Regions from separate parts of the Mus musculus genome. Here regions 2, 3 and 4 are each linked to region 1. The links are chromatin contacts, called in public Hi-C and HiChIP or PLAC-seq maps. All regions are on one chromosome and are shown on one strand. Each heading gives the region's core, a stretch centred on a gene start, on an enhancer-like site or on the middle of the called end of the contact. The rest is flanking DNA. Distances are from core to core; before and after follow the strand shown. Region 1 has its middle 4.2 kb from the start of Gm24382. Region 2 overlaps Mbnl1 (muscleblind like splicing factor 1). Region 3 has its middle 92 kb from the start of Mbnl1. Region 4 has its middle 80 kb from the start of Gm33650.

Region 1 (5,898 bases), core at 2,182-4,681:
AGGGTTCTATATCTTCATCTGAAGGCTGCTAACAGAATACTCACTCCCAGGCAGTTAGGATGAGGGTCTTAAAGCCCATTCCCACAGTGGCACACCTTTCCAACAAGGTTATACCTCCAAATAGTGCCACTCCCTGAGCCAAGCATATTCAGACAATGACACCATGCAGTCCTGTTGGATCTGAATTGCCTCACTCAGGATATTATTTTCTCATTCCATTCATTTGTCTGCAAAACTCATCAGTCTCAACTAACCCAGCCCCATGAGATCTCTCAGACACTGAGCCATCTACCAGGCAGCATACATGAGCTTGTCCGAGTCCCCTGACACATGTATGGCATAGGACTGCCTGATCTGGCCTCAGTGAGAGAAGATGGCCTAATCATCTAGAGACTTGAGGCCCCAGGGAGTGGGAAACCCTGGTGGGGAGGGGACATTCTCTTGGAGACAGGGAGGAAGAGTAATTAGATGAGGAACTGTGGGAGGGCAGACCAGGAGGGAGGCAACAAATGGACTGTACAAAAATAAAAGTGTGTGTGTGTGTGTGTGTGTGTGTGTGTGTGTGTGTGTGTGTTGGTTTTGTTGTTTTGTTTTTGTTTTTTATGTGTGTGAGTGTTTGTGTGTGTGTATCAGAGAGAGAGAGAGAGAGAGAGAGAGAGAGAGAGAGAGAGAGAGAGAGAGAGCATGAAGTTGAATAGAAAAGTGGGAAGGATCTGGGAGGAGCTGTGGGTGGCTGCGTGTCTGAGGCCCGCTGAAAGAATAAATGTCTGACCCTATCTGAAAACGAATAGGTACACATAGATATATAAGTAGTATGCTGAAAAGCACAGAAACATCTACTGCCCTTTAGTATTGCTTCTCCTCTCAGAGTAGCCTGCCCATTGTGCACCAGGCTTACCCTAGATAGGTGATCTGCTTCAAGTTCGAGTGCAAAGAACACATATTCAGCACTCAGGAACAGCTTCAGAGAACCAGTTCCGATTAATGGTGGGGAGAGTGGATGAGTAAACATGCACTTGGAGAGGTGGCCATGGTCTCTGGGGAAAGGTTTGTGTGGCCTTGTACCATTGGCCAGAGCAGAGGTGTTGGAAGATGTTTCATCTGCATACTCAGGGGCTGCATGAGGAGGGGATCTTACAGGGTTAAACAGGGAGTGAAGTTTGATAACTGTCGGGATAATAAATTCTGACTAGGGTTGATGTTAGTATAGCTGGCAGCCTAGCACCAGGTTGGGAGTGGGGAGGGATCCAACTCCTGCCATCCTCATCTGAGCTCTCAAGGGTTGAAGCTCTCTTCAACCATTCCTCCATAGCCCTGGGCCATTACAGTCCCACAGCACAGGATTCCAAATAATGAGAGGTAAGTGAAAGAATACTGACAGAACTGAACAACACAACAAGGAGGGTAACTATATAGAGCAAGGAGATATTATTTGTGCTGTCTTAAAAATGTATTTACTTGGAATGCTATGAATTCATTTGTGCATATCACTGCTGATTTCTTGAAGACACTGGATTGCTTTAAATCACATACAAAATTCTTTCTGCTAAGTGATTTCAATGAGACTGCCCCACTCTACCATCCCTCATCTCCTATCTCTCCCTTTCTCCTTTATTCGATCCTCTTCTTTGTTCCTTCCTTCTCTCTCTCTCTCTCTCTCTCTCTCTCTCTCTCTCTCTCTCTCTCCCTCCCTCTCCCTCTCCCTCTCCCTCTCCCTCTCCCTCCCTCTCTCTCTCTCTCTCTCTCTCTCTCTCTCTCTCTCTCTCTCTCTCCTGTAACAATGTTTCTTAAGTCTTCACTATATGCCAGTTACTTTTGTGGGCCTCAAGACCAACAGTGAATAAAATAGTCATATATTCTAATCCTAAAAGCATCAGAGGTAAATACACACAGTAGACAGAAAACTTCCTAGGATATTTGTGGTAAACATTTGCCTGATACTTTCTTTTTTCTCAAATTAGGTATTTTCTTCATTTACATTTCCATTGCTATCCCAAAAGTCCCCCATATCTCCCCCTCCCCTACCCACCCACTCCCACTTCTTGGCCCTGGCATTCCCCTGTACTGAGGCATATAAAGTTTGCATGACCAATGGGCCTCTCTTTCCAATGATGGCTGACTAGGCCATCTTCTGATACATATGCAGCTAGAGACATGAGCTCTGGGGAGTACTGGGTAGTTCATATTGTTGTTCCACCTAAAGGGTTGCAGACCCCTTTAGCTCCTTGGTTACTTTCTCTAGCTCCTTCATTGAGGGCCCTATAATCCATCCAATAGCTGACTGTGAGCATCCACTTATGTGTTTGCTAAGCCCCGGCATAGTCTCACAAGAGACAGCTATATCAGGGTCCTTTCAGCAAAATCTTGCTAGTGTATGCAATGGTGTCAGCATTTGGAGGCTGATTATGGGATGGATCCCCGGATATGGCAGTCTCTAGTTGGTCCATCCTTTCGTCTCAGCTCCAAACTTTGTCTCTGTTACTCCTTTCATGGGTGTTTTGTTCCCAATTCTAAGAAGGGGCAAAGTGTCCACACAAACTTTGGTCTTTGTTCTTCTTGAATTTCAGGTGTTTCGCAAATTGTATCTTATATGTTGGTTATTCTGAGTTTCTGGGCTAATATCCACTTATCAGTGAGTACATTTGTGAAATTCCTAGACAAATGGATGGACCTAGAGGGCATCATCCTGAGTGAGGTAACCCAATCACAAAAGAACTCACATGATATGTACTCACTGATAAGTGGATATTAGCCTGATACCTTCTTAATGCATTCTTAACAAAGCATGACCAAGCACCACCCCACATCTGAAAAGATGTACACGATTAAGCCAAAAAATCTTAAGCTGGATCATTTCCCCATCCTAGTCCATCCTTGCCTGTGTTTTTTAGTCTGCATGAATTACACTCTTGTATAACCCCGATCATGTTTTAAGAATAAAAAATAAAACAAAGACACACTTACCTTAATGTTTTAACCTTTTCTTCCTAACACTAACATGAATCCAGTCAGCTATGTTTGCCTTCGTAGAAGTAACAACAGCATGACCCCACTGGTGAACATGACTACTTTATTCTTAATTTTAAAAGTTGCGTGAAGCTGGTCTTCCCAGGCTAAAAACAAACGAAAAAGCTAGGCTGTAAATGAAGCAACCACTGGGAATAAAACCTGTCCAAATATGTACCTACTTCATCTCATGTAATGGCCGTCAGTCAGTGTATTCTCCACTTTAATTAGAAGCAAAAAGTACCTCCTGCCTTCTGGAAGCACTCAGGGCAACAAGGAACTAAGCTATATCTCCTAAATAATCCCAAGCTCTCAGGTCTTAATTATAGCCTCTTGCCAGCAATGTTTATTAGTACAGTGTCAACTTCCAACGAAAGGGAGGCATCACGAGGCAGCAGAGCAGGCTTTGTAGAGGGAGACAGACAGCTGGGGTGAAGCCTCTGGTGGTTAGTTCTCCAGTGGCGGGGGGTGGGGTGGGGAGGGGAGGGGAGGCCTTAAATACAGAGGGAAATGATTCAAAGCAAGCTTTAAAAGAAAAACATAAAAAGAATATCTTCCATTGCCTCATGTTGAAGCTGGAGCCGAGCACGCCTCTTTCTGACAATTTAAAACCTCATAAAGTGAGTACTGCTTAGGGCAAATTAATTGTGTTGAAAGTGAATCTATCAGTATGTTAATTAAGCATGCTCCTATTATTGGGCTGTATATATTTTATGTGCTCTGTAGCACATAGAGTAGAGACTGAAACCTTTCTGTATAAATAATTGAGAAGGACTTTATGTGTTTCACTCAGACTGAAAAGTCTCTGAATATATATTAATGGTAACCCAGTCTCTAAAAATAAACTGGGTGTCTGTTACTTACAATTCTGGCCTCACTGAAAGCCAGTTTTACGTGGTTTTTCCATGCCCAGGAAAAAAAAAAAAAAAGAGGTGTGGTTCCTACTGCAAGCACTTTTGAAAGTCTGTTTGATGATTTTGGATGACCCATAAAGTGCCAAAGCATTACTCATATACTGTTGGCTTCAGAGAAACCAAAATGATCGTAGTGATTGTTTTTTAACTTCCTTCAGATGTTGGAAAATTACTAGTGTTTCACAAAATAAAACATCGCTCTGCCTACGCACAGCACAGTGCCTGTCTTTATTTTAATGAATGGAATTCTTTAGACCTTCGGAATTGTGTGTGCATATCTTCTCTAGGCAATGGTTAGAACTCACTCATTGATGGTTCAAATGTGCAAAACTTAAAGTCGAGTTCTGTGTTTTCTGAGCTTCTACCACAAGAAAAAACGCGTATTGTTTCTACTCTTCTTTTATTAGGCCTGCATGTTTATTTAAAAGTGGAAATGACACTGTTCTGATAGATGTTGGTGAGGGAAAGAGAGGCACATTTTCTCATTTTCCTTCTCTATACTTTACCTGTGGGAAGCTGTTGGGAAGGTGCTACTTAGTCGGGGAGTGGACAGTGAGTTTGACATGCACTCTTCAGACTTTCTCTATCTTTCTAGAACAGTGGCCTCCTCACCTGGTACTCTTCATGAGAGAGAATATTTGAAAATAGTAAACCTATTAGTAAATTATGAACATGTCTGCCTGATGCTCACAGGTTTATACTAAAGCCTGTGACGAATTGACATGAAGGGGGTACTGAGCCTACACATGCTACAGACGAGAAACAAGAAAGGGGGAAGATTGGGATTCCCTTTACCCTCACGTGCTGCTGTTTATGACGAGGACATTCTGAATGGGCTGAAATGTGGAGTAAAGACTTGCAGCTGAGGAGCTGAGCTGGCTCTGGGCACCTCTCTCTGGCTAGTGGAATTTGTACCCAAGAAATGCAGCCACTGGAGAGTCCTACATTCTGAAGCCATACAAATAATTTAGCTATAATCAAGTATTATATTTTTACAAAAATCAACTATCTAAGTCAAAATGAATTAAGCCTAAAGGACTTTTAAAATTGTGCATATTCCTTTGTACAAATGATAGATTTTGTTATTTGCTTTTATCCATCTGTGCCATGCACAGTGGTCTTATTCACTACACTCCATTAGCTTCTCTTATATTCTCTTTCTGTTCGTCACTTGTCCCTTCCCCCATACAGATAGTCTACCCAAGTAAGTAAGTCTACCCTACTAAGTAAAAAGACAAAATTATTACTCAAAAAGGAGAGTGAAATGAGCCACAAAATCCTAGCAGCAGGATATCAAATATTCCTCAGATGTCACCTGGGGCCCTGTGGCCAGCACTGACTCCGAAGTTGTATTTTTATGCTATATGCACTGGGAAATATCTCCTTAAATCTGTGTCTTTGCATCTACATGCCATCAGCAATATCAAGATTATGTGTTTTCATTCTTTTATTAAACATGCAATAGTAAAAACATGGTTTCTTACCTATGTGCACACTAAGAACAATGTGTAATTCTTCACTCTCTTCCTTGCCCAGGGTCTGGACATACTGGGTAACCAACATCACCACTGACAACAGCAAGACACATTGCATTGGACATTCCATTAGGGGAGGAGATGCTATTAAAATTAATTTACAAAGTAAACTGTCAAATAATATAAAAGAGATGCTTCCCACCCAGCCTATATATAACTCCACTTCCAATCTATGCCAAAGCTCTGTTGTGTTCTCCTATTCTCAAGCTCTACCTTAACCTACAAATCAAGGGTATGGCAGACTAAGACAACAGTCTTTAACTCAAATGTGAAGGTGTCAGTACATTCACGAGTCTTTTAAAAAAAAAAACAAACTCACCATTTCATCATTTCATACTCAGGTCTCTAAACAGAGATTTTATTTAAAAAAAAATCCATCTCAAAGATTAAAGTGTTCCTATCAAAATCTAGAAAGCAGGAAATCCTGGATGGAAAGGCAATCA
Region 2 (5,898 bases), core at 1,153-3,652, 480 kb after region 1:
GAAGTTCTGTTTCCTGAAGCGTACCTAGGAGTCAGACAGGTAGGCTGAGGGCAGGCAATGTGGACAGAAACTCATAAATACTCATAAAAAGAGAACCACTAAGAAACCACTTAGAAACCTTCTGTCCAATCGGAAAGAAATCTATTTCCTTAAATACATGGAAATGGAATCACCCTGAAGCTTTCAAAAATACTGCCGCCTAGATACCTTTCCTGGGAATTCAGACAAGGAGGGGTCGAACTATAACATGATAAAACTCCTCTAGGGAATTTTAAATTCACATTTGGTGATTATGTGAGAAACAGACTTCCAACCAGACTAGAAGCAGACTCAAATGTGCCCAATCCAGGACCTTCCGTTGATTCATTTATAGTGGTAGACATGTAACATTCGTGAGCATCTTCTTTAGAAAATAAACATAATAATCCCCAACAAAGTGGCAGCTCATTCACTGAATGCCTACTGTAACCAGGCATTGCTTTGTATGGTGGGAACCTAGAAGGGAACTAAGAGATATCTTCTACTCTCCTGACATCCCCCCTCCCAAAGAGGCCAAAGAAAGGAAAGTCTTATAGTAAAAAAATTAAACATAACATAAGTAAAGCACTTATCACAGTGTGGGCTGCCCGGGATAGGGAATTACTAGTAATAATCATGTTTGTGTAGTTAACTAGGATGGTAATGTGAAATTGAATAATATTTTCAGTTATAATGAAGCCTAATAACTGTAATGTAAGCAGAATGCTTCATTTAAAGCAAACAAGTGATAAATAAACTGCCCCAGAATTAGCAACTGGAAAATGTCCTTGGAAAGGTAATGCTAAACCAACCTTCATTGGAACAAAGATATCTATAAGTCACTGCTGCAAGGATGCACTCAGTATCAAATATACCAGCTACATAGTTAGACATTATTCAATCCCTACTTCAGAGAAACGAAGACTTCAAATACCAATGCAGCCATTCCTATCTTTGAGATCTTACGAGCCCTCTGCAGGTCAGCTCCGGTAATGCAGGAGTGGCCATGGTCACTGGCTTTCCTACATTAGGATCCACTCTGAGCTGTAACCCACCCCTAACACAGTGTTCATAATTGGTGACAGCTACATTCTATCCATATGTAGGTTTTCACTGTATTTAACTTGGTGAGATTTAACGAGGCTGATTTTATTGGTGTGCTGTCATTATTGTGTCAAGTCAGGGAAAAATTTCTTCATCCTGAATGTCTTTATGAAGGCATTTGCCTTAAGTAATTCCTATAGTATACAGTGACATAAACATTTCAGTAGCTTGCTATAGTAAGTATCAAGTGGGCTTTCTTGGAACTCATTTTAATTTACAGCTATGAATGCAAAGAGAAAGGATATTAATTAGCTTTCAATCTTTTAGGACTCTGCTAAATTTATAACAATTCTTCTATGTGGTCTGAGATTCCATACCCTGTATCTGACTGTGTGCAACAGAACACACATTTGCCTAGAATGTTCTTGGACAGAAGTTTAATGCATGATCACCATGCAGGACTGACCCTGTCATGGTGCTGCCCTGGCCTCTAGCACACAAAGGGAAAGCCTGAAGTTAGCTGCTGTTCAGGGTTTTGTGGAGAGACAAATGCCACTGGACCCAGTTTTACACATGGATCCTTCTTCATAATACACATGGAATTTTTGTATTTCCTGAGGGCAGCTGCTTCGCATTGGAATAGGCTTGAGGTTTGAAATGGAAAGACTTATTCTAGGCTACTTCATTAGTCAAGGGCCACAGACCTGTCAGAGTAATTAAACATGGTGTTCAAAGCACATGCTTGGAGGACTAGCTATGTTAGGGTGAATGTATCAGTGTGAGCTATGCTATGTTATAAATTTTTCCCAGTGAATCAATGTATACATTAAATAGTCTATCGTTCATATTGTTCTTAGTACAGATGTGTACACAATGCAGAGCTGTCATGTAGGATGGATGCTCAACCATGGTATAGTCCTTTGGGACCTTATGCTCTCATATTAAAGAATGCCATTTACACATAGTAGATCCCTGGCTTCTCTCCATTGAATGCAGTAGCATCACCCCAGTGTGTCCTGCCCGCTGACAGCCCATCCCATGTTTTTTAATAATTCTGTGGCATTTCCTGGGAAATGTTCTGTCAGGCTTCACATTCCAGACATTTTCTGGAGAAGGTTAATTTCCATTGCTGAGTGCCCCACAAGTATGGGATGGGCTTGTAGAACACTGAACCTTTCTTCTGAGAAACCGACATCAAGTGACCAGGCCAAATGCTATCTCTTCTGTGCTCAAAAGACAGTGTAATCATCACCTCTCACAGCCCACAGATTTGGTCAATGTGCTGGCTGTGGGGCTCTGTGATCCCCTGGGACATCTGTGTCTGCTCAGATGATAGGCACTTATATCCTGTTAACACTTGAGAACAGACCTTTCCACTATATCTGACAGCAGTTACACAGTGTGTTTCTCAGACACATTTCTAGGATTGAGTCACAAAGGTGGAGACTGGGTGAGCACAAACAAGTGTCTGTACTAAGATATTTAAGACGTTAAACCACAAGTATTCTAGATGCCAATCTTCGAACCCCCTCTGGAGATATGAATGCATATTCTGCCTGCTAGATTTGGAGAAAAACAATGACTTAGCAAATATCAGTATACTGAAATCTTCTTAGACTAAATTAAAGACAGAATTAAATAGAAGTTAAGGAAGAAAGAATGAATGATAGATGAAGAATAAATGATAACTCTGTAAGTAGAGTATCAATTTGGAATGGAGACTTGCCATTAAGTTTTGCTTTTTGTTTCAATTTGCAGCCAATGTTTTCAGTTGCACCAAGCTTAGCCACCAGTGCATCAGCAGCCTTTAACCCTTACCTGGGGCCTGTTTCCCCAAGCCTGGTTCCAGCAGAGATCTTGCCGACTGCACCAATGTTGGTCACGGGGAATCCTGGAGTTCCAGTGCCAGCAGCTGCCGCAGCTGCTGCACAGAAGTTAATGCGGACAGACAGACTGGAGGTAGGATAAAGAGTTGAACCTTCATAGTTTCCATTACAGTTCTTCAAGTGTTTGTAGCCAGAGTGACTTTAAACTGAATGAACATGTCTTGGTTCAGTGTTTGTGCAAGTTTGCTAGAATATGGTTATGCTGTTTTGGTTAATGCAACAATTACAAAATCAGTCAGCATCTATGTCTAGGTTCCTCAGGGAGGGCTTGGAACTGGGATCAGCGTGTCTGTTTCTCCACTTTGTCTTAGTATCCTTAAAATCTTGCACATGATGCTAATGCTCAAACCTCAAAGAGTTAGAAAAAATGTTTGGCCCAGAACAGTTGCTTCTTGAATGTTTCTTGTAGTCATCAACACAATATAATGATTATTGGAGTGAACAAATAAATGACTGAAGTCCAGAGGATCTCATAAACAGGAACACATTGGCTGCTGTGCACGAACTATTACAAAACTCTCTGCAGATGTTGTCATAACCTCTGAAGTACTTCCATTGAGGCAGGCGGGTGGTTTTATGAAACGCACCCTGATAAAAGCGTTTTTAGTAGGCTGTCACATGATTGTCATTGTCTTGGGGCGGAGGATAAGCAGACGCACACACTTTACTGTTGTGACTGAAAAGGAAATTAGAGATAAAGTTCTAGTATGACATTACTATTCAGAATTTTAGCATGGCATGAATTAACAGCCTTGATAAACAGTTTCTGTAGAAAAATGGCCTAGTAAGTAAAAACTGAGTTGCCTCTCCTGTCTGTCTGCTTAGGACGGACTTGGGGCTGAGATGGCCTGGGTGTACTAATTACAGGGAAAGTAAAGTAGGGTGCACTTGGAGGGCCTTGACTCTAATAACTTTCCAGTCTGTTAGAAATATAATAAAATGCCTTATTTATTCATTATACTCTATTGAACGTATTAGAAAGGATATCATATTGTAGCATTTTGTGAGGATGTGCCAGATACAGCCATCACATAGCCTACCTTTAGAACAACCTGATGGGAAAGATGCTGTCACTACCGTTGTGTTGCAGAGGAGTCAGAGCAGAGCAAGAGATGGGAGGTAGCCTATCCTTGCTGTAGAGATACACTCTGCCATTTGGCTTCTCATTTCCCAAGTATAGTAATTCTCTAACAAATGCTGTCCGCAAATGAAATAGGGCAGCATCTGAAACAGTTTTCTTCCCCAATCTTCCTAAAGAAAACACAGGATTCTTAATGCATGACTGTTAGTTGATTAATGGGACTCAAATAGTCTGAGAAGAAGAATGCCAACATAGTAATTATTAATAGGTAACAATATTCAAAGCATTAAGAGGATATGCTTCAAGCTGAGCTACTTGCTCAAAACTGCTCATTCCCTTGAAAGTTTGCGTAGTTTTTTTATACTTGTATTTTGTCATTTTGTTTTTCTTTCCATGAAGAGCTGCTTGTGAGTTTTGTCATTTGCCTTTGCTACTTCCTAGGACAATCTCTCCTGTGTTATGTGCATTCCTGATAGAAGTGAGCATGCCCTTGGTTCTGTTCCCAAGATCTAAGTCATTGTCACAGTCATAGTTGGGGCCTGAAATAGGAAACATGCATGTGCCTCTTTCTGCTCTGCAGTGTGATTCCAGAACTTAAACACACGCACGCACGCACGCACGCACGCACGCACGCACGCACACACACACACACATGCACGCACACATAAGCACACACACTCACACATAAACACACACACAGGCATGCATGCACACATACAACCTTGGTGCTCCTTGGAGCACTGGAGGGCGAAATCCATGAAAGGAATGCCTACAGTTCTTTTCTCAAGGTTGATACTATGGTTATTTAGAGATTAAAGCCACATTCCATCTTCAACTGAATTTTGATTTTCCTCTGAGGTAAAATTGGTCTAATTCAGCTAGGATCTTGACTTTGTTCTTCTTGTTATATCTTTTTCTCCATTTCTACAATTTGTCACACAATAAAGTGATTTCAGATTTGTTTATAATCCCTTAGAAGACCTAGCAATGGCAGTACCAAAAGGGATACAAAGGTCTGAAGTTGCAAAGTAGGAACCCAGTAGACACTGCTTGTAAGGTAGTTAACTACATATGCTTGGTTTGTCAGACCAGCTTCATGTCGCTTATTTGTAAAATTTGAGTATTTGCCTGATTTATATGTAATGTCATAGAGCATGTAAATCATGCATTGACTTCTAACAGCAGCCTAAATAAGTATTGAAATACTTATTTTTAAAATGTATGTGCATATATAGTGCACATCATATATTCACAGCTGCTGTATCAGTATGCTTATCCACTCATTGTTGGATATTATTATGAAGATTGTATGTTCTGTACCGTATAGCTCAGACTGGTTTTCTCTGAAAGTGAGGCAAGTCTGTTAGTCACTAAAGAGACGCTCCTAGAATTCCGTTTTGTGATCTCTGGATCCTTTCTGTAATGTCCATGTATTAATTTAATGCCCAAAGGAGTATCTTAAGAAATTATTACACTGTGTACAAATATTAGAAATTGCTAACCTTTAGGTCATGCCTGTGTTTCATGACAAAACATTGGTAGTAATAAAAATCGACATGTAAAGAATCACAGTCATTTTTCATGGTGCAAAATAAATGTATGGACCCATTTATTCTACAATCTCTAGTAGGGAGCTATACTGCATGTCCTTCAAGTTAACGTTATTGTGAATATCCATGAAGCCTTTTACTTCTCTATTACCAAGGGCCAAAAAGGGACCTCATAAGAGTAAATCTAAACTCATAACTGCTACCCTTTAATTTTAAATGTCAAGTTGTCAACCTGCTAATAAATTAACGAGTCACAGAAAGATACATTCTTGCACAGATATTTTTAGGGTAGAATTATGACATAAGTCATGACACTCCA
Region 3 (5,898 bases), core at 1,436-3,935, 280 kb after region 1:
CTAGGATTCACTGAGTTGTTACACAGCTAAGTATGCCCACAACTTGCTAGCATTGACTGTTTAACCCTACAGATTTGCCAAACATTCTATAAAACACATTTTGCTGTACCCCTGAGCTAGGTCTGTGATTCAGTAACATGGTGCAAAGGCCCGGGAATTTCTAAAATGAGTGTGTAAGTGATGATGCAGTAGAGAGAGAACGCAGGTGAATGGTGGCAATGTGAGACAAAGCATGCCATAAAGAATCTAACAGGGACAGAGAATACTCTGTGTGAAGAGTAAAAAAGTTAAGAAGAAAAGTAGAATGATAAACGTAGCTCCAGTATGGAATTCACTTGCCTTTCTGCTTTCCTAGCTTCCAAAACGGAATCCTTTCCTATAAATCTGAGGTTCTCTATGCTCTAAGTATGAAGTCCATAGAGTGGAAAACTCAGCATAGTGGATATGTTTGATTTCATAGTGGGGGTCGCAAAAAGTACAAAGAAAGAAACAAACCACAGGTGGAAGAAAGGAGGAGGGCTATCTGGCCCTAAGAATGAAAGTATAACCTGCCATCTACGGGATGCTTGTGCCATAGATAAAAGTCCTGGGAGAAAGCGGCTGAGTGCATCAGGTCCCCAAGGCTGCAGTTACAGAAAAGGAAAGCAGTATTTATTGCTAGCCAACTGTGGGCCGTGGTCTAGTCTATCAGTGCTTTAAATGCATTTCTCATTTGTCCTCACTATTGCCTATAAAACAGCATTGTGTAGCCTTTTATGATGAGGATCTGAGCTAGCCATTGTGACATATCTGGTAAGTGTGGCAGTTAGGAATTAAAGAGGCCACTCTTACTCCAATGTCCATTTTGCTCCCTGATATGTATGTGGGCTTTCTTCTGCTGAAAAACTGAGAACAATAAAATGTGTTTAAATTAATCCTGTACCTAGTTCTAATTTCTGTCTATATAAAAAAAAACAAAACAAAACAAAACAAAACACAAAACAAAAACAAGAAAAACCCTTTCAAAACTAAACCCTTTCACTCCCTTGTCTTAAGAGTCCATAATATAAGCATTATCATGGTAAACATCTAAAATTCAAACTGTATCTTGTTATTTCCTTAGATTTCTCTGGAGAAAGCAAAGACACGTGAAGAGTGTTACTTGCTAATCTCTTTCCTTTGTTTCTCGGCTTCCCCTTAGAAAACAAGTTTTCGGTAAGCTACATGGTCTGAAAACACACAGCTTCATCACGGTTCACAAATCCAATTGTTACGTTTTTCTGTGAAATTAGTTTTAATATTCATAATTACTTACACAGATTGCTGATTATAAAAAAAGTGTAGCCACTTATTTGGAAAAGAAAAATAAGAAAATAAATCTCCAAATCCTATAAGTCATGTAATATATATATATATATATATGTGTGTGTGTGTGTGTGTGTGTGTGTGTGTGTGTGTGTGTGTGTGACTTGTATGCTTAAAAATGTTTTCTAAATGTTTGTTTCACTTCAAGTCATATGATGTAATTTTTCCTTTGCCATTAGAAAATAGCAACATAGCAGTCAACGGTTACACAATATTTCATCATACACCTATGCCTCCTTCTTTTACGTGTTTATAATCCCCCTAGGGAAAGAACCACATGCATCTATTTCAGTTGCCATTACTAGAAAAACAGGACTAATGAGAGAAGACCTGATTGCAAAACAGATACTTCTCAACCTAGAAACTGGGGAAAGGCACAGCCAGTGTATAGCTGAGGGCTTTCAGTGGGGGAATCACTTAAAGTGGCCAAACTGTGATCTGCTCTGACACAGAGACTGGATTCAGTTACATGCTGTTGATTGCTACTATAGAAATATTCAATGACAATGACATGCCATTTTATCTTTATAGAAATAGCACTCACTTTCTCTCTTCCTCTCTCTTCTTAGATATTTTTACAGGTATGAGTTTTTTGCTTTCAGTGTGTGCACCATGTGAATACAGTGCCTACTATGGACATCAGAAGAGGACATCAGATCACCTGACACTGGAGTTACAGAGCCATTTGTGAACTGGCACGTGGATGTTAGCAACCAATCCCAGGTCCTAGGCAAGAGCAACAAGTGTTCTTAACCAATGAACCATCCCTTCAACCCAGAAACCATTTTCTAGAAATATTTTAAGCCAATTTAGGAATAAAAGAAACTTTCATGTCTTTATATTTCTATGATAAAGGAGGTATTTTTTTTCAGGAGGAAAATATTGCTTCTGATCTAAAGTGGAATACACATTGACAGAAGCTTTCCTTACCATTGAAAGTAAACATATTTAACTATATTTTATTGCTTCATGAAACAAATCTCTCTCTCAAGTCTCTACTCACAGGCAGCTCATGATTGCAGTCATATTTGCTTTTTGTGAACTTCACTCACCTAACCAGCAAACAGAAGCTCTTGTCATCCCTGAAACTGTCTATTTCTGTGTTAAAGAACATTACTTATGTAACGTCTGAAGAAAGGTAACCAGAAAGGTAACGTGATAATCCTGTAAATGAACACAGCATTGGCTGATTGCCCTTGTCCCTCCCCTTCAGTGGATCTTTGGATGTATGATCAGAGCAGGAACAGAGAGGTCCCAGCTGACCCCTCCTGATCCAGTTCTAAGTGGCACGACTCTGCTCTCCGTGCTTATCTTAAAGATCACTTTGTTGTCTTCATGAAAAGTCCACACACATGTCTGAGGCCATAGTGCTCTGCTTTGTTGATAGAATGTCTGGCATGAGCCACAGACGTCTTGGAGCAGCAACTGTTTTTAGTGGCAAGCTACCAGGACTCTAGAAAAAAAAAAAAAAAAAAAAAAACCTTTGCATTTTTCCAAGCAGCGGCTGCATGCCTTCCAAGCCTCTGTTCATGTCTGCCTTTAGAAGAAGCTGAAAGTACCTCTCTCAGTGACAAAAAGAAAATAACTTCTCTTTTCTGCTTCAAAATTATTTGATATAAATAAGATGTGTCGACTGCCTCTACTTTCGTTTTCACTCCACCCGACTCAGTCCTTCCTGTCTCTGCCAAACTAGGAGACTTTCCCTGGGTGTTCTTAAAAGGTCATCTCATTTCAGAAGAAAAACAAAAGAAATAGGGATAAAGCACACTTCTTTTTTCTTTCCTATTTTCAAGTAACTTTGTGAGAAAGAACCAAAATATGTATAGACCTGATTGCAAATTCCCTGCAGTTAAAATATAAGCTACTTAACACTAACTGTAATGTTGCCTGCCTCACAAATGCCTTCTCTGCTGTCCAGGACCTTGAAGAAAGCCATAAAAGGGAAGGAATATAATTTTGTTTGTTGGCACTTACTGAAAAGCTAAAATAGAATAGTAACAGCAATCCCTTTTGCCAGCTCCCCACCAAAGAAGTTGTGAGATCACAAGTTACAGGGGCAGTGCAGGGCCCATGTTCTCAGCTGTGTTCCAGAGCAGCTGACAGGATCAGTTCACCAATATCAATCTAAAGCAACACAGAGCACTTGAGGATATCTAAGATGATTTACAGAATGCACAGCTGTATACATGGATGTAGTGCATTTTTAAAATGTAGCTTTAATTGGAAACATGATAGTCCTTTTTCACTTCTTGGTAAGAAATGGGATTTTTTTATGTTAATTATCAAGTATGGAAATACCAGATTTGTAATCATGCATTTTGTTTTCTGGTTAATGAACTACAAAGACAATATATAATTTATAATTTATTTTTAAAAACTCCAAAATCTTTAAGAAAAGTTGAGATGCTCAGACACTGGCTAAATCATGACAATAATAAATGACTGTTATCCTGCAAAGTTATTGCTCTTTGTAAATGGGACTCACTGAGTGTCTGGAGAGCAGTTTAGTCCTTCGAAGCCCAGTAGTTTATATAGTGAGACTGTACATATGTTTTAAGTTTCTTATATTTCCAATTAGGTAAATTATTTAGAGTTTTGACCCAAGTAAGAAAAGTTGAAAAAGAATACCACTGTGTCCAAACTATAAAAATTAGTAATGGCTATGGGAAGTTTTAGTTTGTGTAGTAATGCATACTTCAGCTCACATGAAAAGAAGCATGTGGGCTACTGCAGACATCATTACATAGGTGTGGGTTTTCAAGTATGACTATGAAAACTTTGAGGGATCATCTTAATTTCTTTTTAAATTATAATGTTCAGTCTACATTGTGGCCAAGAGAACATAACTGGAATATGAATCAAATTATGTCTGTGTTTTTGTTAATAAAAAGAAAATTAAGCCATTCTAAAATTACTTTCCAAATCTGCCTGAAGAGGATTTTTTTATTATTATTTAAACTCAAATATAAAAGATCTTGTCAAAATATGCATGCAGAATTTCTTTCTTTGGAAGAAACCTGCTTCCTTTGAGAACAATGTCTACGGTCAAGGTTCCAATCTCCAAATATCTTTAATGTAGAAAGATTGATTTTAAAGAACCCTCATTGGGTAGCTTAACCGGTATGTTGTTCACCTTTCCCCAGTGCCCTCCCACATTCAAGTCCATCTTGCCTCATACATTGGGTCCTTTTCAGACTGTCTAGGGGAGCTACCAATGGCCATAGCAACGCAAATGTTATGTAAATTCCATATTTCATGGGTTGCATGTTAATTAAAGGTACACAATGCAATGTTGTGAAGTGATCACCTTTGGTGTCTTCTAATTCTGAGCTGCTTATTTGTTTGCAGACTAGATTTAAGCCAGTGCTTCTCAATGGTTGTAACCATGTTGTGGGTTGTGTATCGGATATCCTGCATATCAGATATTTACATTCCAACAGTAGCAACACTTATGAAGGAGCAACAAAACAGCTTTATAGTTCCACGACATGAGGAACTGTATTAAAGGGTCACGGCATTAGGAAGGTTGAGAACCACTGGTTTAGGCACCATTGCCTAAATTTATATGCAACACTATAGGCAAATGTAATTCCTTTAGACTCAGCAGAATCAAATATGTTTTTTTTTAATTCATGAAGGAGATTCCTTAGCCTGCTGATTTCCCTGTGATACTGGATTGGGTGCCTAATGTGAATCCTAGTAAATTATAAAAGGAAGTACATGGCTGCTTTATAGATTTGGTGATTTCTCCTGCACATTCTTTGATGTCTTATAGAGCTCTAGGCAGGGATACTTACTTCCTGGTGTCTTCAAACGCTTAAAAAGGTAGAAACTCTTGTTTACATTACTTGTTAACATCTTCTCTCTTTAGGCATTCTTACTCTATCTTACTTTTCATGAAAGTGTTTTCCTCTACATTTTTCTCTAGATCTCTAGATTTCTCTATCTTCCCCAACTTAATTTATGTCTTTGGATTTCTATAATGATGACTATCTGTTGATTCTCTCTGCTGTCTTCTGAGCCTAAGAGTGACTGAGTAGTGGAGGAGGAAATAAGAGATTTTAGGTAGGAGTTATTTCCCAATCTAGGAAATTGATATTATACCCAGTTCCCCCTCTCCTATACATATAAGTATTCAAGAAATATTCTCTTGCTATCATGAGCAAAAAAAAAAATATTAATCATCTGAAAATCTTTTCTTATTGGAATGAAAGAAGACGATCCCAGGCATCTTCCTGTACTGACTCTCATCCTTCTCCTTTGTCTCATTAGCCCCAGAATTGTATTACAAGTTAGATGTTGACAGAGCTGCAGAAAGAGAAAGAGATACCTTTTAAAGTATCTGCCCTTCTCCTACATGACACCTAAATTATTGATCCTTCATGGACAAGTCTTCTGCAATTTCAACAGAAGCAGCATGTTAATTTACATGATCCAGTTTAAATAAAATATGGCCTACTGGACATTTTACAACTTCTACCTTGAACTAGGTAGATGGCATAAGGACATTTATCCCCTGGGGCTGTGTCTGCTCTCTGTCCTACATAAAGGGAA
Region 4 (5,898 bases), core at 1,954-4,453, 270 kb after region 1:
CTAGAGGAAGGGGAAACAACAATGAAGATATAGTGTATGAGTAAAACCTACTTTCAATAAAAGTTAAAAAATATGAAACAAAGGTCAAAAAATGAGGTACAAGAGTGAGACTCAAGCCAGGCTTGAGACTATTTAATCCCAGCACTTGGGAGGCAGAGGCAGAGGCAGGTGGATTTCGGGTCTACAGAGTGAGTTCCAGGACAGACAGGGCTACACAAAGAAACCCTGTCTCGAAAAACCAAACAAACAAACAAAAAGAGTGAGACTATGTTTACCTTACTTGCAGCAATAATCTTTGAATCTACATTGAATAAACAATTAGAATTGGTCAAAAGAGAATTGGCAGGGATACAAATACTACTTATGTTTGAAATCCATGACATGTTCCCATAGAATTGACAAGTGTTGGTTCAAATGCAGGGCAAGAGTTGGTGGTGAACAGACTTCAGGAGAGGTTGAAGAATGTAGATGAATTCACTAACTCAAATATCTCTTTTTACTAAGTCATGTGACAGCATGTTGTGTAGTCACATCATAGACTTATATGACAATCAAAAGCAACAACAAAGATGTTAAGTATTTCAACCATAATGACTTGAAACGTGTTAAGGAAAAGAAGAATGAAAACTACATGGGCATCAGAAAAGCATATGGAACCAGATAATTAATTACAATTTGCATAGTTTAGTAACGTTATTTTTAAATTTTCAGTGTAATGAAAGAAGAAGCTGTGATTAGTTAGGTATATACTCATTATCACCATAAAATCAAATGATAAAAGTTCATTTACTGACCAAATTTTAAACACTTTACCCTGGGGTCTTAGAAGAATCTGAGATTCAGAATCCGAGATTCAGAATCCTATTATTATGTTTTTTCAATCCCCTAATGTACCACCCTTGCTTCTACTTAAATTCACAGCCTTCTTTCATTGTCATTGTTGTAACACACACACACACACACACACACACACACACACACACACACACGTATTATCAAGAAATTTTTCATATGGTTTCCCTTCCAAAACACCTCCCATATTCTTCCTACCTCCTTCATACCCATCCAATTCCACAACTCTTTTCCTTCCTTCCTTCCTTCCTTCCTTCCTTCCTTCCTTCCTTCCTTCCTTTCTTCCTCCCTCCCTCCCTCCCTCCCTCCCTCTCTTCCTTCTTTCTTTCTTTCTTTCTTTCTTTCTTTCTTTCTGGCTTTTTCTTTCCTTCTTTCTTTCAAACACAATCAGGCAAACAAACAAAAGAATAAAGAACGGACCCCCAGTGGAGTGAAAATGACACCAACCCACCCACAAAACTTTTCAGCAAAAATTTGTCCTGTCTAAAAGAAATGCAGGGACAAAGTTGGAGCAGAGACTAACAGAATGGCCAACCAATAACTGCCCCAACTTGAAATCCAGCCCATGGGCAAGCACCACTCCCTGATATTATTAATGATACCCTGTTATGCTTGTAGGCAGGAGCCTAGCATAACTGTACTTTGAGAGGCTCTATCCAACAGCTGAATGAAACAGATTCAAATACCCACAGTCAAACATTGGATGGAGCTCAGGGTCTCTTATGAAAGAGTTGGGGCTAGGATTGAAGGTCCTGAAGGGGATGGGAACCTACAGGAAAACCAACAGATCCAACTAGTCTGAACTGCTCAGAGCTCTCAGAGACTGAGCTACCAAAGAACCAACCAAAGAACACACACAAGTTGGAACGAAGACCCCCAGCACATACATAGCTGGCAGTGATCAGCTCAGTGTGCATGTGAGCCCCCCAACAACTGGAGTGGAGGTTCTCCCTAAAGCTTTGGCCTATCTGTGATATCTCTTCCTGAATAGGGCTGCCTTGTCTGGCCTCAGCTGGAGAAGATCTGCCTACTCTCAAAGAGTGGGTGGGGAGATAACCTGAGGGGAAACTCTCTCAGAGGAGAAGGGGGGTATGTAGGGAGGGTCTCTCTGAGAGGTGTACCAGAAGAACGGTTTGGAGTGTAAATAAATAAATATTAAAGCAAAAGAAAAATGAGAGAGACAGACAGAGAGAGAGAGAGAGAGAGAGAGAGAGAGAGAGAGAGAGAGAGAGAGAGAGAGAGAGAAACCATAATCTGAAACCATAATATACTTCCAAAGACCAGTAAAACCAGAAATGCCCAAACAAACCAATATGAATAAAAACTCTACAAACAGCCCACTGAGCTTCAGGTGTCATATTTTGAGAGGTTTTGAAATGGAAAGGTTTTGAAGAAAATGCCTCAGCCCAAGTATCTTGTCTAACATCCCCATTGGCTTTATTAACAAATCCTATGTAAATATCCATTCTTGACTTCAGCTTTGCAAGTTTTGAGATTTATGAAAATGGTAATACTTGATTCTGCCCTACAAATTTGAGCATCATATAATGAAATCTAGCATCTAAGATTTCTGAAAACTGCTGTGAAGCTTGCCAGTCCTTAGCCATCTATGATATTGCTTCTCTTGGTGAGATCATGTCTAAATCTCATTATCTTTATCCATCTCTGTTTATCTAGACTGTCTTTTAAGTTTCAATCTGTCTGCTCATCCAAGAAACCTTATGTAATTATTCAAGCAATCTGCCTGTGCCAACCTCTGCCTATCTTTAACTTTTTTCATCCAAGACAAAGGACATTATTTAACAATGTGGTTCTGTTTCTAAAAAAATATCTGTCTCATGTGATGTGATAACCCAGCTTACACCTGGCCACCGTCTGCCTCTTAAACAGCAGGGACTCAAAACAGCTGCTAAGTCAAAGGGTCCAAATTTTAAGAGAAGCTAACCGGTTACTCTGCCTCTGAAAAGACATGACCCTGGATGAAAGGATAATGAGATGTCTCACTGATTCTCTGGCCCAATGCAAGCTGATTATTATGCAATTTTCATATTGTAGTTAGCAGTGATAAAATTGAATATTTGTAGGTACATGCACATGAAGAAGGATTCTAGCAGAGTGACTGACTGGTTGCTCATGCAGACTCATGTACTAAGTCCTCTGACAGGCAGATCTAATACACCTTTCTTCATAAGGAGAAAAGTCTTCAATTTCTACATTCACTTCCATTTTTATTCTTTCTCTCCTTGAAATTTGTATTACAGAATCATTTTAATATATTTGTCTCTTTCCCTGGCTTGCAAAATTACTCATCCCTGGAATGCGTAAGTGAGCAGTGTCCTATTACACCACGGGATTAGAGGCTTTATGAATCATTCCAAGATGATAAAAAAATGTTTATGTAAGAAGCTGGATATTTGTATGAAAAGGGTACAAAGAATTTTTAACAGCCCTGGTTCTTGGTTCAAGAAATCTTATCAAATTCCATACAAAAGAGGCTGCAGATACATAGAGTGGGTAACATTTAAATGGGAAAAGAAAAACGATGAGCTGAGAATTCAGCATACATTTTTATTGATTCCTCCTTTTGAGAAACCTAAAACTTAGACTCACTTGAAGGAAAAGCCTTTAAGGCCCATATATGCGCATGACACTTCTTTAAGACTGAATGTTAACTATTTTAATCATAGTAGCATATATGGTCAGAGTTAGGCATACATTGAGAGAAAGGCTGCCAGGATGACTTCTCTTTACAGTGAATGTGAAGACCTCTGTACATCTTTCAGAATAAAGTCTGGTGGGTGGCTGCATTCTCCTTCTAATTGTGTGTGCTTTCAAATACATGGTCTGAAGCTTACATCTATAATGAGTTACTGTATTTGTATTCCTATATGTGTATGATCATTCATGATTTCATGTTTAGTCCTTAAAATCAGCTTACTCCTTTAAGACACTTTTGGAACACCAGTGTCTCTTTGTCACACCAGAAAATATTGTTCTTTTAGAAGAAATGCCTGGGGTCTAGGAGGGGAGAGGTACTGGGGAGCTGGGGGGGGGAGTGGATGCTGATGGGATATTTCAGTGAGTGAAGCATGAAGAGTTTGCATCTGGATCTCTAGCACCTATGTAGAAATAGGACCTCATAGCTTGTACCTGCAACCATAGTCCAGGGTAGACACAAACAGGAGGGTCTCTGAGATTTGTCTAGCCAGCCAGTATTGCTGAATCAGTGAGACCCAGGAGCAATCACTGAAGACACCCTGTGTTGTCCTCTAGCCTCTATATTTATGTGGTCCATTTGAACAGAGGGAGGGGAGGGGGAGAGGGAGGAGGGGGAGGGGGAGAAGGGGAGAGGGAGGGGGAGGAATATAGAGAAGTGGTTCTGATGCTTTGAAGTAATCCAGAATCTGCAAGTAAGGACCCTGGAGGTCCTTGGCCCCAATTGATTCTTGATCAATCAATAAAGATGCCTGCAGCCAATGGTTGGGTGGAAAGAAAGAGGTGGGACTGCCAGGTTCCTACAGACTAGGAGAGCAAAAGAGACAGAACAGACTCAGAGCAACAGGAGAGACCTCCCCAAATGTATGCAGAAAGGGAAAGCAGACCATGGAAGGGCAGCCTGAAAACATTTTGGGCTGCAAGACCAATGGGCTTCACAGAAGGTAACTAGGCAAATAAACTGAGGACAGATTTGGAGGTGTGAGCAAAGAGTAAAGGTAAGGGCATGCTAGCCATGGAGGCTTAGAAGAGCCCAGCCATTGCGCCAGTAAAGCAGGTTAAAAATGAACTTGTGTGTGTGTGTGTGTGTGTGTGTGTGTGTGTGTGTGTGTGTGTGTGTGTGTGTGTGTCTCTGTGTGTGTTTCATCCACAGATCAGAGATAGCTCCTGGGCAGGTACAAGTGTACAACCAGCTGGGAGCACAAAGCTGGACAGCCAAAAAAAAAAAAAAAAAAAGGCCTCCTGCTACAAGAGAGGGAGAGATACATACGTACACCTACACACAAAAGAAGTGGTTGACAGTGGAATTAGTGCAGGAAATGTTTTAATATCTTGGATTTTCTAGCATGGTTATTTTCAAAAATCTGTATTCATAAAATGATTATCAGATGGTGATACACATTTATAGAAATAGAAATTAAATATAACTCAAAATATTTTTCATTTCAATTTGATATGACTACATTTCTATGTATATATTTTCTGTTAATTTGACATTCATTTTCTCTTTACTCTGCAACTGCTATCTGGTTTCCTTCTAATCAACCCTTCTACCAAAACTCCAGGCTCTGAGATTGAGGCACGTTTCCCCAGATGCATAGTTAAAATTATGGGTAGCAAGATCATTCTATCCAAGCATCAAATTTCAGTCTCTAACCACATTAGATGGCTGATAATATACCAGCTTTCTCAGTTATTAATGAAGTTTTCAAAAATAAGTAGAAATTGTTTTCTGGGCTTAGTGAATTGGTTAAATCTAATTTGTAGCCATTTCTTCTATCAGGTGGCTGTTCCTACTTCATTATATTTATGGGTACAGTGGTGGTGGTAATGTTATAATAATACAAAATCTTTTTTGATTGATTTAAGTATCTCCCAAGCTTTCTGAAATGCTTCTGATAACTTAATCCAGAAGTGTTCTTTAGGTCATGGAGGAGACTCCTTTAATTGTGTCCTTTTCTGGTTCTAAGGTTTTCAGCTATTCAGTACACAAGAAGACTTTGACTCAAGACAACACCTGTTTATCTCTCATTTTGGTTCTAGTTCTTCAGTGTCATCTGGGCAGAGGATCAGCCCTCCCTGAGAAGGATAATTTCTGGGCATTTTTATCCTTCTTCTCCTTAGCCAAAGGAAAAGAAAGAATGAATAAATTTTCCATGAAATTAATAACACATTTTGTGGTAATTTGGGGCATAAACTACTCCAAATGAATTAGCATTATCCAAACTGTCACAACCACACAGACTTATACTTTTCCTGATAAAACCCAAAGAAACATAACTCAAGAACAGGTTTAAAATGTGCTCAATGCATCTTTATCAGTATCTCAGT

Evidence for each region. Hi-C and Micro-C count contacts between places; a contact is called where the count stands out from the background. HiChIP or PLAC-seq counts read pairs in DNA pulled down with a chosen protein or histone mark.
Region 2: a Hi-C map of the C2C12 cell line shows a contact between it and region 1, with 3 times the contacts expected there. The contact joins two enhancer-like sites. A contact is called at or near these places in 5 of 39 promoter capture datasets (the 3T3-L1 cell line, 3T3-L1-derived adipocytes, cranial neural crest and 1 more), 4 of 15 datasets of contacts at CTCF or cohesin (CD8 T cells, the NIH/3T3 cell line, large pre-B cells and 1 more), 53 of 484 Hi-C or Micro-C datasets (3T3-L1-derived adipocytes, the AML12 cell line, B cells and 29 more), 7 of 115 datasets of contacts at active chromatin or transcription factors (the NIH/3T3 cell line, bone marrow-derived dendritic cells, embryonic fibroblasts and 4 more) and 2 of 9 other capture datasets (adipose tissue and embryonic stem cells).
Region 3: an H3K27ac HiChIP or PLAC-seq map of the NIH/3T3 cell line shows a contact between it and region 1, with 4 times the contacts expected there. The contact joins two enhancer-like sites. A contact is called at or near these places in 3 of 39 promoter capture datasets (the 3T3-L1 cell line, 3T3-L1-derived adipocytes and liver), 1 of 15 datasets of contacts at CTCF or cohesin (the NIH/3T3 cell line), 12 of 484 Hi-C or Micro-C datasets (the C2C12 cell line, the G1E-ER4 cell line, the MC3T3-E1 cell line and 6 more) and 6 of 115 datasets of contacts at active chromatin or transcription factors (the NIH/3T3 cell line, fibro-adipogenic progenitors, heart atrium and 3 more).
Region 4: a contact with region 1 is called in a Hi-C map of the C2C12 cell line, with 2.9 times the contacts expected there. The contact joins two enhancer-like sites. A contact is called at or near these places in 3 of 39 promoter capture datasets (the 3T3-L1 cell line, 3T3-L1-derived adipocytes and liver), 2 of 484 Hi-C or Micro-C datasets (both in the C2C12 cell line) and 2 of 115 datasets of contacts at active chromatin or transcription factors (the NIH/3T3 cell line and fibro-adipogenic progenitors).

The regions. Positions count from the first base shown.
Region 1 is chr3:60,120,645-60,126,542 of GRCm38.p6, forward strand. No RefSeq gene overlaps it. Among named protein-coding and RNA genes, the nearest start is that of Gm24382, 4.2 kb to the right of the region's middle. Within about 2 kb of position 3,432, at least 62 of the 459 cell types and tissues checked have an H3K27ac peak or open chromatin away from gene starts, as enhancers often do. A contact at or near this core is called in the C2C12 cell line, the NIH/3T3 cell line, adipose tissue and 3 more, where this site is marked.
Region 2 is chr3:60,600,874-60,606,771 of GRCm38.p6, forward strand. Mbnl1 (muscleblind like splicing factor 1) reads left to right here. Exons shown (of 10, transcript NM_020007.4): 4 at 2,821-3,021. Among named protein-coding and RNA genes, the nearest start is that of Mbnl1, 100 kb to the left of the region's middle. Within about 2 kb of position 2,403, at least 84 of the 459 cell types and tissues checked have an H3K27ac peak or open chromatin away from gene starts, as enhancers often do. A contact at or near this core is called in the C2C12 cell line, the NIH/3T3 cell line, adipose tissue and 1 more, where this site is marked.
Region 3 is chr3:60,406,051-60,411,948 of GRCm38.p6, forward strand. No RefSeq gene overlaps it. Among named protein-coding and RNA genes, the nearest start is that of Mbnl1, 92 kb to the right of the region's middle. Within about 2 kb of position 2,686, at least 225 of the 459 cell types and tissues checked have an H3K27ac peak or open chromatin away from gene starts, as enhancers often do. A contact at or near this core is called in the C2C12 cell line, the NIH/3T3 cell line, embryonic fibroblasts and 1 more, where this site is marked.
Region 4 is chr3:60,386,053-60,391,950 of GRCm38.p6, forward strand. No RefSeq gene overlaps it. Among named protein-coding and RNA genes, the nearest start is that of Gm33650, 80 kb to the left of the region's middle. Within about 2 kb of position 3,204, at least 30 of the 459 cell types and tissues checked have an H3K27ac peak or open chromatin away from gene starts, as enhancers often do. A contact at or near this core is called in the C2C12 cell line and the NIH/3T3 cell line, where this site is marked.